Linked DNA regions of Anas platyrhynchos: region 1 is linked to region 2. The links are chromatin contacts, called in public Hi-C maps. All regions are on one chromosome and are shown on one strand. Each heading gives the region's core, a stretch centred on a gene start, on an enhancer-like site or on the middle of the called end of the contact. The rest is flanking DNA. Distances are from core to core; before and after follow the strand shown. Region 1 holds the start of LOC101795071 (quinone oxidoreductase-like protein 2). Region 2 overlaps RASAL2 (RAS protein activator like 2).

Evidence for each region. A called contact is a pair of places that touch in the nucleus more often than the background predicts.
Region 1: a contact with region 2 is called in a Hi-C map of subcutaneous adipose tissue, with 2.4 times the contacts expected there. The contact joins the promoter of LOC101795071 here to the enhancer-like site in region 2. A contact is called at or near these places in 5 of 8 Hi-C or Micro-C datasets (F1 follicle, liver, skeletal muscle and 1 more).

What each region holds. Positions count from the first base shown.
Region 1 is chr8:19,252,595-19,257,430 of IASCAAS_PekinDuck_T2T, reverse strand. It overlaps LOC101795071 (quinone oxidoreductase-like protein 2), which reads right to left and starts at 3,374. Exons shown (of 10, transcript XM_038183337.2): 1 at 3,227-3,374; 2 at 2,875-2,998; 3 at 2,611-2,707; 4 at 1,593-1,651; 5 at 1,311-1,376; 6 at 894-1,003; 7 at 464-545. The coding sequence starts at 3,249.
Region 2 is chr8:19,172,707-19,177,801 of IASCAAS_PekinDuck_T2T, reverse strand. It overlaps RASAL2 (RAS protein activator like 2), which reads left to right. Exons shown (of 19, transcript XM_038183330.2): 2 at 4,736-4,863. Among named protein-coding and RNA genes, the nearest start is that of RASAL2, 73 kb to the left of the region's middle. Within about 2 kb of position 2,386, at least 2 of the 8 cell types and tissues checked have an H3K27ac peak or open chromatin away from gene starts, as enhancers often do. A contact at or near this core is called in subcutaneous adipose tissue, where this site is marked.

The DNA of each region.
Region 1 (4,836 bases), core at 2,125-4,624, 79 kb before region 2:
CTGCTCTGCTCAGGAAGCACTGAGCATTTAATTTAATTTATGGGAAATGGGAACAGGCAGTTGGAAACCCCACTCTTTCTCCTTATATATGGAAATGTTTTCTCAGATGTGAACACTTTAACCTAGTGCTTCTTTTGATGCACAAGTGCCTGAATGCCTTTAGGAGCCTGGGGCTGCGAGGAGTGTCTAACCCCCTTCCAAAAATGATGACCCGCAGGGGAGGTGCAGGAGGTCCCAATGCTGCCCACGGGAGCGACGGAGACTTATAGCAGAGCCCGAGGGAAGTGGAGGAGAGAGGGTGTGATAACTAGGGGAAAAGAGGCTGGTGTCAGATCCAGCAAAGGCCTGGCCTCGATTCTCTGCCTCTGTCACCACAATGCTAGGCCACCTGCTTGTCAAGATGTGGCACTGGAGTACGCACACGGAAGGACAGGCTCTGGTGAAAAGGCAAATACCTGAATACCTTTGCCTGGAACACGTTGGCAGCCAGATCAATGATGGCAAGCCCAGTGGCCCCAGCTCCTGCCGTCACCAGCACTGTCTCCCTGGGAGGGAGAAGAAAAATGAACAAGCAAAGGTCTATGGCACAACAGGAAAACATCTCTAATTCCTGAATGAGGCAATTTTTCAGTGACATGAGGATCACCCTCCCATTATGGGGTCTGTGGCCTCCCCAGGCTTGGCCAGATCCATGCCACTTTTTCTACCAGAGCAGCAGGCAGAGGTACGTTAACTGCAGGCTGCAGAGAAAACACAGGTCCTGCATGGTGCAGGCCTCTGCTCCAAGCAGCATTAAGCTGCACACCCTGGGAGCTCAGTGCCCTGACAGTTTTGCCTGTGGAGATGCCCAGGACCAGGCTGCAGTTCCTGTGCCACCCCAAGCTGCTGCTTACCCTGGCTGCAGCCGTGCCCGGCGGCACAGAGCCAGCCAGGCAGTGCCATAGGCGATGGGCAGCACCGCTGCGTCCTCGTGGGAGACACTGTCAGGGATCTGCCACAGCATCTGCAGACAGAGATGTGATGTGGGAAGGGACGGGGTGAGGCTTGTGCATCTGAGCCCTGCTGAAGCAGACCCCACTGCACAGCATCAGGGGGGCCTGCTGGGAGAAAAGGCTTGTTTTAAGGTTGTTTTGTTTTTTTTTTAAACATCTATTTTGAAAAAGCTCCCCCATGCGTGTGGTCCCACAGTGGCAAGGAAAGTGGAGAAAGCAAACCTAAAGGGTGGTGAAGCAGCAGCTCCAGCAAGGCTAAAGGGCTGAGCAGAGGTGAAGCTCTCCCGCAGTTTGGGGGGAGAAATGCTCCGTCCTTACCTTCTCATCAACGACACACTCCGCTGCCATAGCTTTAGTGCCAGTCACACCGATTACTCTGTATCCCTGCCAAAAATAGCGATTGGATGGGCGTCGGGAGAGAAATAGCTCAGTCCTGCTGTTCCCTCCGAATTAAGCATTTCATTTCCCTGCATTTTCAGGAAGAACTGCGAACAGCTCAAGCTGTGTCTAACAACAGCCCACGTAGCCCATTAACTGCAGGTATTTACCCCTTTCCTCTTCTGAGTTTCCTGCGTCCTTACATCCCTGCGTTGTTCTTACCTCCTTCACGGCACTAACGTTTTCTCCAGTCTCCATTACAGTCCCCGAAAACTCCATCCCTGCAGGAGGACAAGGACGTGCACGTGTTGACACAACCCATTTTTGCTTATGCAATTAGCAGCATCCTCAGCTGATGGACCTGCAGATGAGGTCTCGCTTCCAGAACCATGAAGCTGTGGAAATCACTCAGCAACAGGAATTTCTGTGCTCCTCAGCCCTCTCACCTTCACTTATAACACCGCAATGCAAAGAAATAACCACCAGGCTCTGCTGCCAAGGCTGCTGAACATCCGTGGGTTGCACCCACACAGTGCACATGGAGCAGATCCCTGGGCCAAGCCATGAAGTTTTCAGCAGCAAAGCACCAGTTGGGCAGAAGATGGCAGCATCAGCACGGGGGACAGCAAGTGCTTGCTCGTTAAGGCAAGACTCTTTCAGTTTGGAATACCAATATATTTTTGCAGAGGAAGGAAGGCGCTTCCACACCGTGAGACTTCAGAAATGTGCTTTTTTTGCACATCTTTTTTGCTGCGAGACAGCAGTTCCTGGGCTGGTGGAGCCAAAGGAGCTGTCACAGCCCGAAGGAGCACCACACACACATTGCCTGTGCGCAGCGCTGCTGGAAGGCGCTGGGGCAGAGAGATTTTGTGGAGGGAGAGGAGGTGCCTTCAGCCACATGCGCTTATGGTGGTTATTGCAGCTCTGGACAGAAGGACCCAGCCCTGCCCAAAACCACTCTGTGCTTTGGTGTTCATAGCTTCCAGGCAAACAATACTTCCTGTTGTTCTCCCCAGACTAGCAAGTTCTCTTTGCATGCCACCTTCGAAATGCAATATGTTACGTCGGGTATTATCAGAGGGTGTTAAAACATGATCCTATGGACCCTAAAAGATTTGTCAAGTCAGCTGATGCTTTCTTGGCAGCAGCCTTCTCCTCGCAGGGCTGCTCATCTCCCTAGGATGTGCCACTCGAGCACATTTGGCACTGCCCCCTCTGCACAGCTCGGTCACCTACTCACCAGGGGTGAAGGGAGGAGTGTGTCTGTCCTGGTACAGACCCTGGCAGGCCAAGATATCAGCAAAATTTAACCCGCAGTACTGGACACCCACACGGACCTGCAGGAAAAGGGGACAAACATTAAACCCTGGAGCACGAGTCCTGGGGTCAGCAGCTTGTTTTTGCTGTGGCCACGGGGGCTGTCCCCAAGAAGTTGTCCTGGTGGCAGTGGACAGCACGTGTTGAAGGGTTTCTGTCCCGCTCCTGCGAGACCCCATGGCCCTACCTGGTGGGGCTGCAGCGGGGGGGCCGGAAGGTCCTGTAGGATCAGGGGCTTGGCCAGTTCGGTGCACTGAGCCACTCGGTAGCCACGGGCACCCCGCAGCGAGGCCAGGCCCAGGGCGCTGATCCTGAAATGAAGGGGCACGGGGACACCTCAGGGAGGGTGATGGAAAGGGGGGTCCTGGGGCTGAGCTGGGGAGCAGTGAGGGCAAAAGGGGTAGAAAGGGATGGGGAAAGGGGGACGGGAGGGGAGTATGGGGGCAAAAATAGGGAGCATGGAGAGAGAGGAGGCTGGGAAGTGGGAAGGGGAATGGGGAAATGGGGAGGGGAGCGGGCAGGAGGCAGCCGCCCCGCACCGCAGCGCTGCCGCCGCCGCCATTCCGCGCCCCGCGCCGCCTTCCGGGCCCCCCCGCGCTGCTGCGGGACGGGGCCGGGCCTCGGGCGTCGAGGGCGGGCGATGGCGGCGCAGTTGCTGTGCCTGGTGCCCTCTATCAGCCGGCACCTGGAGCCGTAATGAAGGGCAGGACGGGGGCTGCTGGGATGGCACCGGCTCCTCGCCCGGCTCCTGGTGAAGCAGCCCGGGCTGCGCTCCTCTGCCTCGCCTGAGGGAGGACGGAGTGCTGCGCTCATGGAGCAATGTCGCTGCCCATCCCTTCAATGCCCCATCACTGACTCCCCAACGAAAACAAAGCACCAGAAGCCTTGCAGAGACCATGTCGGGCACCATAAAGGCTGAGGGACCAAGCGCTGAGGCTCATGTGGTGGCTGAGGGAGCCCACTTGAGGAGGGAAGGGGGCTTGGAGCTGTGACACCGCAGCACTGCTCTTGCTGGGCTGCTGATGGGACCCTTACATGGTTACACCCCTGCGTGCTGGTGCTCCCGAAATGCCTAAGCTGTTTCTGTGCTTCTCTAACATCCTAAATCTCCTCTTGGCCAACCCTCAATCCAGCTTGTGTGCTACAGGCCGATGGCCTGGTGTGACCAGCGCACACAGCCATGGCTCACCACAGCACAATTCTTGCTCGGAGACCCCATTTCCTTCTGTCACACCCAACTCTGGGGTCCTGGCATTTTATTTTAAATACAGCTTGAGCCAGAACCCTCTGGGGGTAGGGAAGGACGGGGGCTGTGTTTGCACGTAGGTGAGCTGCTGACGCAGCTGCCTTGTGCTCCAGACCAGTGCGCTTTCCTTTGTTTATTCGGACTCCTAAAGGAACAATAGGTTGGAGGATGGGGAGGGGAGGCATATACATTTTGCTCCTCCTTTCTTCCGACATGTCATCATCTCACAGCTCTCGACCGGTTCTGTTTGGAAGGTGCCACTGCTGCATTCAGCTCCAACAGCAGACATGTAAGGGCAGCATCATTTTGGGGCCGTGCATCTCAAGGCTACCCCAAGCGAGGCTGTCTGTGTCTTTGCACACCCTTTGTTTGCAGACAACGGCCTCTCTAGGTAACCACACGACAGGCCATAAGTTCCTATGTATTTGCATCTGTCTCTGCTTACAATAGCAAGGGCAGGGAACCCATCTGTTTAGGCAACACGGTGCAAAAATACAGCAGAGATAGGCTGGATAAAGTAGTAGGATAGGCGGCCCAGAGAAAGAAGCTCGTGTTCCTATAGATGCAGATAAATCCAGGGGTTATGTGCTACGCAAAGTTCAATCCAAGTCACCTAACCAGGGCTTTAGCAAGAAAAATAGGGATAAATCCATCATTCCTTCCTTGTTGCCCAAAGATAAAACACAACCCATGCAGCCATCATCACAGTATCTGCTGCCATCAGCTCCCACTGGCCAGGGGATCAGCTCCATCTCCTGAAAAGACCCATTAAAAGACTACATTTTAAAATGCCAGTCCCCTGCTCATTAGAACCAGCAGGAGGGTTTTACAGATCTGCTTACGAGACTACTTAACAAGCAGCACAGCTCTCCTGAAATAAGGGATGCTGCCCAAATAGCTGCA
Region 2 (5,095 bases), core at 1,137-3,636:
CCTTGAATCACTGCCTTCATCAGCTTTTAGAGATGGTGCAAGTTCGGCGAAGGCCTTTTAATTGCCGCTCGTCTGTCGTGACGCGTCACGTCAGTAGTCAGGCTTGAAGTCTCAGCTTCTGTTCAGCGGCTTGATAAAGCTTCGAGCTGATGATTATTCAACCCGAGCTGCCTGCTCGTGCACATTTGTGTAGGTTGGGGTACTGACAAGCTCTCAGACGACAGCATTTACCTAAAGCTCTCCAAGTCTTGTCTCTATGGCAAGTACATAAAGCCGCACGGAAACACTGACAGACCTGTTGTCAGAAGGTGTTAGGGCTCCTTCTAATCTTTCTCTTCAGGGGAAAGCACACAAACTTGGCCACTCCGTTAGTTACTCAGCTGCTTGGCAGCTCCTTGTTGGAAACGCGAGGAGCAGAATACAGACCCTAGTAAAGTCGATGAAAATTTGGCAAAGGCTTCAGAAAGCCCTCGATTTCGCCCCAGGAAGAGCGTGGCTCAGGAAAGGGGCTTTGGCACGTGCCAGGGCTGCTCTTGTCATCGCTGGGATGGAGGTTTGCTTTTGTGTGGTTATTGATGGTAGGCAGAGTGCTTGTTGGCAAAAGGAGCTGGAGACATGGATTTACCTTTAATGTAGTTTTGTTGGCCTGATTTCTGCAGATTCTGTAGTTTTCGGGAGTTGATGCCCCCCTTCTGTTTCAGCAGAGCTGTTGGGGACTAAGTGCTGCTGGAACACTTGACATCGCTTGGAAATAATTTTCTGATTCTGCCCACTGACTGGAAAGTACTCTCCGCTTGTGAATGCGTTTGGAAGTTGCTTTTGTTTGTGTTTTTTTTTTTTTTTTAATTGTTGCATAGTTGCAATGGAAGAATCAGAAATGTTCCCATCTGATAGCGCTCGTACTGCTCCCTCAGCTGCCATCAGCTTTCAGAAAATGTTTTGGCCCTTTCCGTGGGGATGGGCTTGGCATTGGCTCCTTCTTTCCATGTTTCCATGTTCCCAACCAACACCTTTATCTGAAACGCCGTCGCAGCAAGACTGTTCCCTTTTTTTGCCTTTTTTCCTCTTTTTTTTTTTTTTTTTTCCCTTCATTAGCTCTGTAGTTGATAATAAGGTACAAGTTGTCATTTGGCTGAGAGAAAGGGAGCTTTGTGGATATTTATAAAGTGCCTGATGGCATTTCAGTGCCCCGAGGAAAAACAGCCCAGCTTCAAACCTTCAGCCGTGCCAGGCGGGCAGCGCTGCTCCTCTCGGGGTGTCAGGGGAGGATGCACAGAGGAGGGGATTTTTTCCAAGCTGTTACTTAACTGCCATTAGCATTTGTAGGCACATAAGGCATGACCTTTATTCCATGTATAGGCTGACTGATCTGCTTTCTTGAATGCCTCATTGTCATAGGGCCGAAGGGAGCGGGTTGCAGCAGACCAGGGGAGGAAGGAAGGACGTCTTCTCCCTGCTGTGTGCTCAGGTGTGGGGCTGCCTGAGCCCGTCCCACACACGTCTGCAGGCTTGGAGCTTTTGGGTGTGCCTGCCTCATGTCTTCCCCAGCCCCTGTCCAAAGTGAAGTATTTGCATTCATTGGTGAGTTACCTCGGGCAAAGGCTTTGTATGAACCGATAGGCAGCGCTGTATGAGCTGGCAGAGAATAGCCCCGAGGTGACTTTCAGCCTTGCCCTGAAGCTAAGTGGTCCCAGACAGTAGTGGACCTTGGCGTTCCCTTCCTTAGTGATCTGATCAGTGGTGCTAAATCAGGTTTATAGGGCATTAGTGGAAGGGATTGGTAGGTTTTATTCCATTCGCATGAAAACTTGGGACCAAGAATGTAAAATGAAGACTAAACATGAAACCAGAAAACAAAACACAGTTTGTGAAGCAACCGGGTGTATACATGATACTGTGTGAAGTCCCAAAGAGCTTCAGTCTAAACCTGTAGAACCCCTCGGGGTGAGTTTTGGGGTTACAGCTGTTGCAAGGGGCTCTGAAGAGGTCTGCTTGGGCAGGCTAGCTGACATTTGGTTTAAACAGGAAGAGAAGTGGCTAGGCATGGACACACCGGAGCTTTCACTGTGATTTCTGTTGTGGGCAGCTTCCTTGTGAGCTCCCCTCTGGTGTGCGAGATGTGCTTTTGTACCATCAGCCCTGGGGAGAGGGCCGGGGGTACCCGGTACCTCAGGAACCCACCATGCTCTGCTCCTCTGGGTGGAAGACTGTGGGGGCAGCGGGGCTGTGTCCTGCTGTGCGATCAGAAGGGTGCCAGCACACCAGATATTAACGCCAGGCCGTGACTGACAGCTCCAGGCACCGTGACGGCACGCTGCGCTGCCAGCAGGCTGCAGAAAGCTCTTCTGACGTAGCCAGCCCACTTGGCAGCAGAGCTGGGGCTGGCCCGCAGCGCCCGATGACTCAGTTAGGTCCCGAAGTTGTTATTGCGGTGGAAGGAGCCGTGCTGTTCTTTAATCCCTTTGTGCGGCCCCGCAGATCAATCGGGTGGTGTGCTGCCAAGGCCTGTAGTTAGCAGAAATTATAATGCAAAAGTCTTTGGGGGCTGGACAAGTCATGACTGTTAGATTCTGCTGGGGGTGCAGGAGGGTTTCCTTGTGTCGGGAGAAAGCTGGCTTTCCTTCCTGAGGGGCTGGAGCCCCCAAGCTCTGGGCTTCACCTCTGGTACATGCTCACGGCTGGGGTCCGGGGCTTTGTCCTCACCCTGCAGCCTGCTTGCAGGCCCAGAGCCTGCAGGCCTCGCTTGGGCTTGTTGAGGCACGGGCTGGGTTCCTCTGCTGCTGTTGGGGAAACCAAGGGCTAAGCAGGAGCAGCAGCATTTACATTCTGCGTCTGGTTCGGTTTGGGGCTGGGAGCCGCCATAAACGTGAGCTGCAGGTGTGCCAAAAGCCTGCCTCAGGAGCGAGCCTCTCTGAGGTGGCCAAAGCCGTGGGTGACTCCTGAGAGAGTCTCCTGTGCCCCAGCAGCTTGCACGGCCGTGCTTTTGCTTCACAGCGGCCCTGGTGGTTTCCCTGGGCTGTGCCTGTATCAAGCAGGGTTTGGGGCTGCCGGGAGAGGCTCAGAGCTGCCCCGAATGGCAGCACCCCTCAGGCCAGGCAGCACGGTGTGCGGCCTGCCTCTGAACCTCAGGTTCCCGTCTGAATTATCTCATCCGAAATCAAGGAAACAGAGGTGAATTTCAGTATTGTGCAGAGTGGCAGGAGCGATGCATTCCTCTGCTTTTTCTTCCTTACCCGTATCAGATTGCACGTCTCAGGTATTCCTCTGAACCACCACAGGACTCCGAACGCATCTCGGGGCGTAACTGGGTTTTTACTTCCCCAGCGTTAGGAGCAGACACGTGCCTTTCGGCGCTGGGGCAAAGCTGCCGTGTGGAGGAGGAGAGCAGAGAGAAACTGCGGTTTTGGGAGCCACGAGGTGGGATTGGGAGCACCACGGCTGCAGCTGGCCGAGCACCCAGGGTCAAGCTGGGCTCCTGCTTGGGCTCCAAGGGCTCCCTGCAGCCGGGCGGGCGCTGGGTGCCTGAGGATTCACTGGCCTCTAGCGGTGACTGCGGGCAGCAGTCACAGCAAGCATCTTCTGAGCCTTGTGCCACTGCAGGTTTATGGACAAGCTCTGCAGAACACCTCAAGTGGGTTTTCAACGCCCCTTTTGCCTGCTGGGTTCCTCACATAGGAGGGGATCCTGGGCTCCTGCACAGCAAGGGGAAGCTGCTGGCAGTGGGCTTGCTTTTTGTGGTTTGGAGGCTTCAGGAGGCTGCAGAGCACAGCCTGAGAGCGACTGGTGCTCACTTAGATCAGGGCAAAGAGAGAGGTGTAAAACTTGAGTGCAGGATAAAAGTGAGGCTCAATGTTACAGATCATGCAGAACGTGGAACTTCAGAGATTGACTTCAAACCATTTTCTGAAGTTGTATACGTGGTGCTACCAATGGCTCTGTTGCATACATCCCCTTTACATTACTCTGTGGTGTTTCGGTCTCCTGTAAAGAGGTTTTTACAGTGAGTTGCCTGCTCAGTTGAATTCCTCGGGCTGCCTTCTTTGTACCCAGCCTGCTCGGGGCACTGACAGGGTGCCTTGCACAACGGGGTGTGGTGCTCCAGCCTAAAAGACCTGAAGCAAATCGACTTTTTATTTATTTATTTATTTTTGTCACTGTGCTGGCTGTGACTGAATGGAAATGCTGGAAGACTCCTATCTGCCACAGCTTTACCAAACAGCTTCCTGCCATAGGAGTGCTACTAAGCCCTTCTCAGTGAAATGCCGGTCCCTTTGGATTTTCCCTCCCTTCTTCAAGCCAGCCTGCCTTGCTCCCAGTCTCTCTTCCTGTGCCTCTCCTCCCTAAGTCTCAAATAATCCAGTTTGTTAAGAGTTCGGGTACGCTCAGGGCCCACACTTTTGTGAAGGAAACAGAGGGAAGATGGAGCTTGCGTGAGGCTCTCGGTCTTTGCTTTTGGTTATATTTCAGTCTTAAGCAACAGCATTTATATTCTTCTCGGGCATTGCCATTTTCGTAAGTCATGCTCTAGATAACTAAGTACTCCCGGTGTACCTCACATTGCGTTCCCCACGGGTGCCTCCCAGGATTAGCAGTTTGTCTTTTAATACGCTGAGCCAGGCGCTGCTGAGTACAGATTGCAGCTCTGGTGTGCAGCTTGCTGCAGAACCACAGAAGCGAAGGAGGGCGGGTAATGACACACGCTAATGACTCCGGGATCCCGGTTTTCTGTTCGCAGATGTGAAAGGACCACCTACGCACAGGCTGTCCTGCGGCCAGTCCCCCTACACCGATACGACAACATGGGAGAGGAAATACTGCATCCTGACCGACAGCCAGCTGGTGCTGCTCAACAGGGAGAAAGAGGTGAGAGGAACACACGTGGGCCGCTCAGCCCGTGCCTGTTGGCCTTCGTTGGTGAAATGGGAAGGCCATTTCTTCATCTCCTCCTTTTTGTTGTTGCTCATGAGGTTAGTGATGAGCGTGAAAGGAGGGAGCTAACCTATTCTGCATGTAGGGATAGCAGTAGCACTCACAGTCATAATCTAGCTGGCCCAGATGCCGGTTGCATGGAAGAGGTGACAGCAAACTGTGTGCA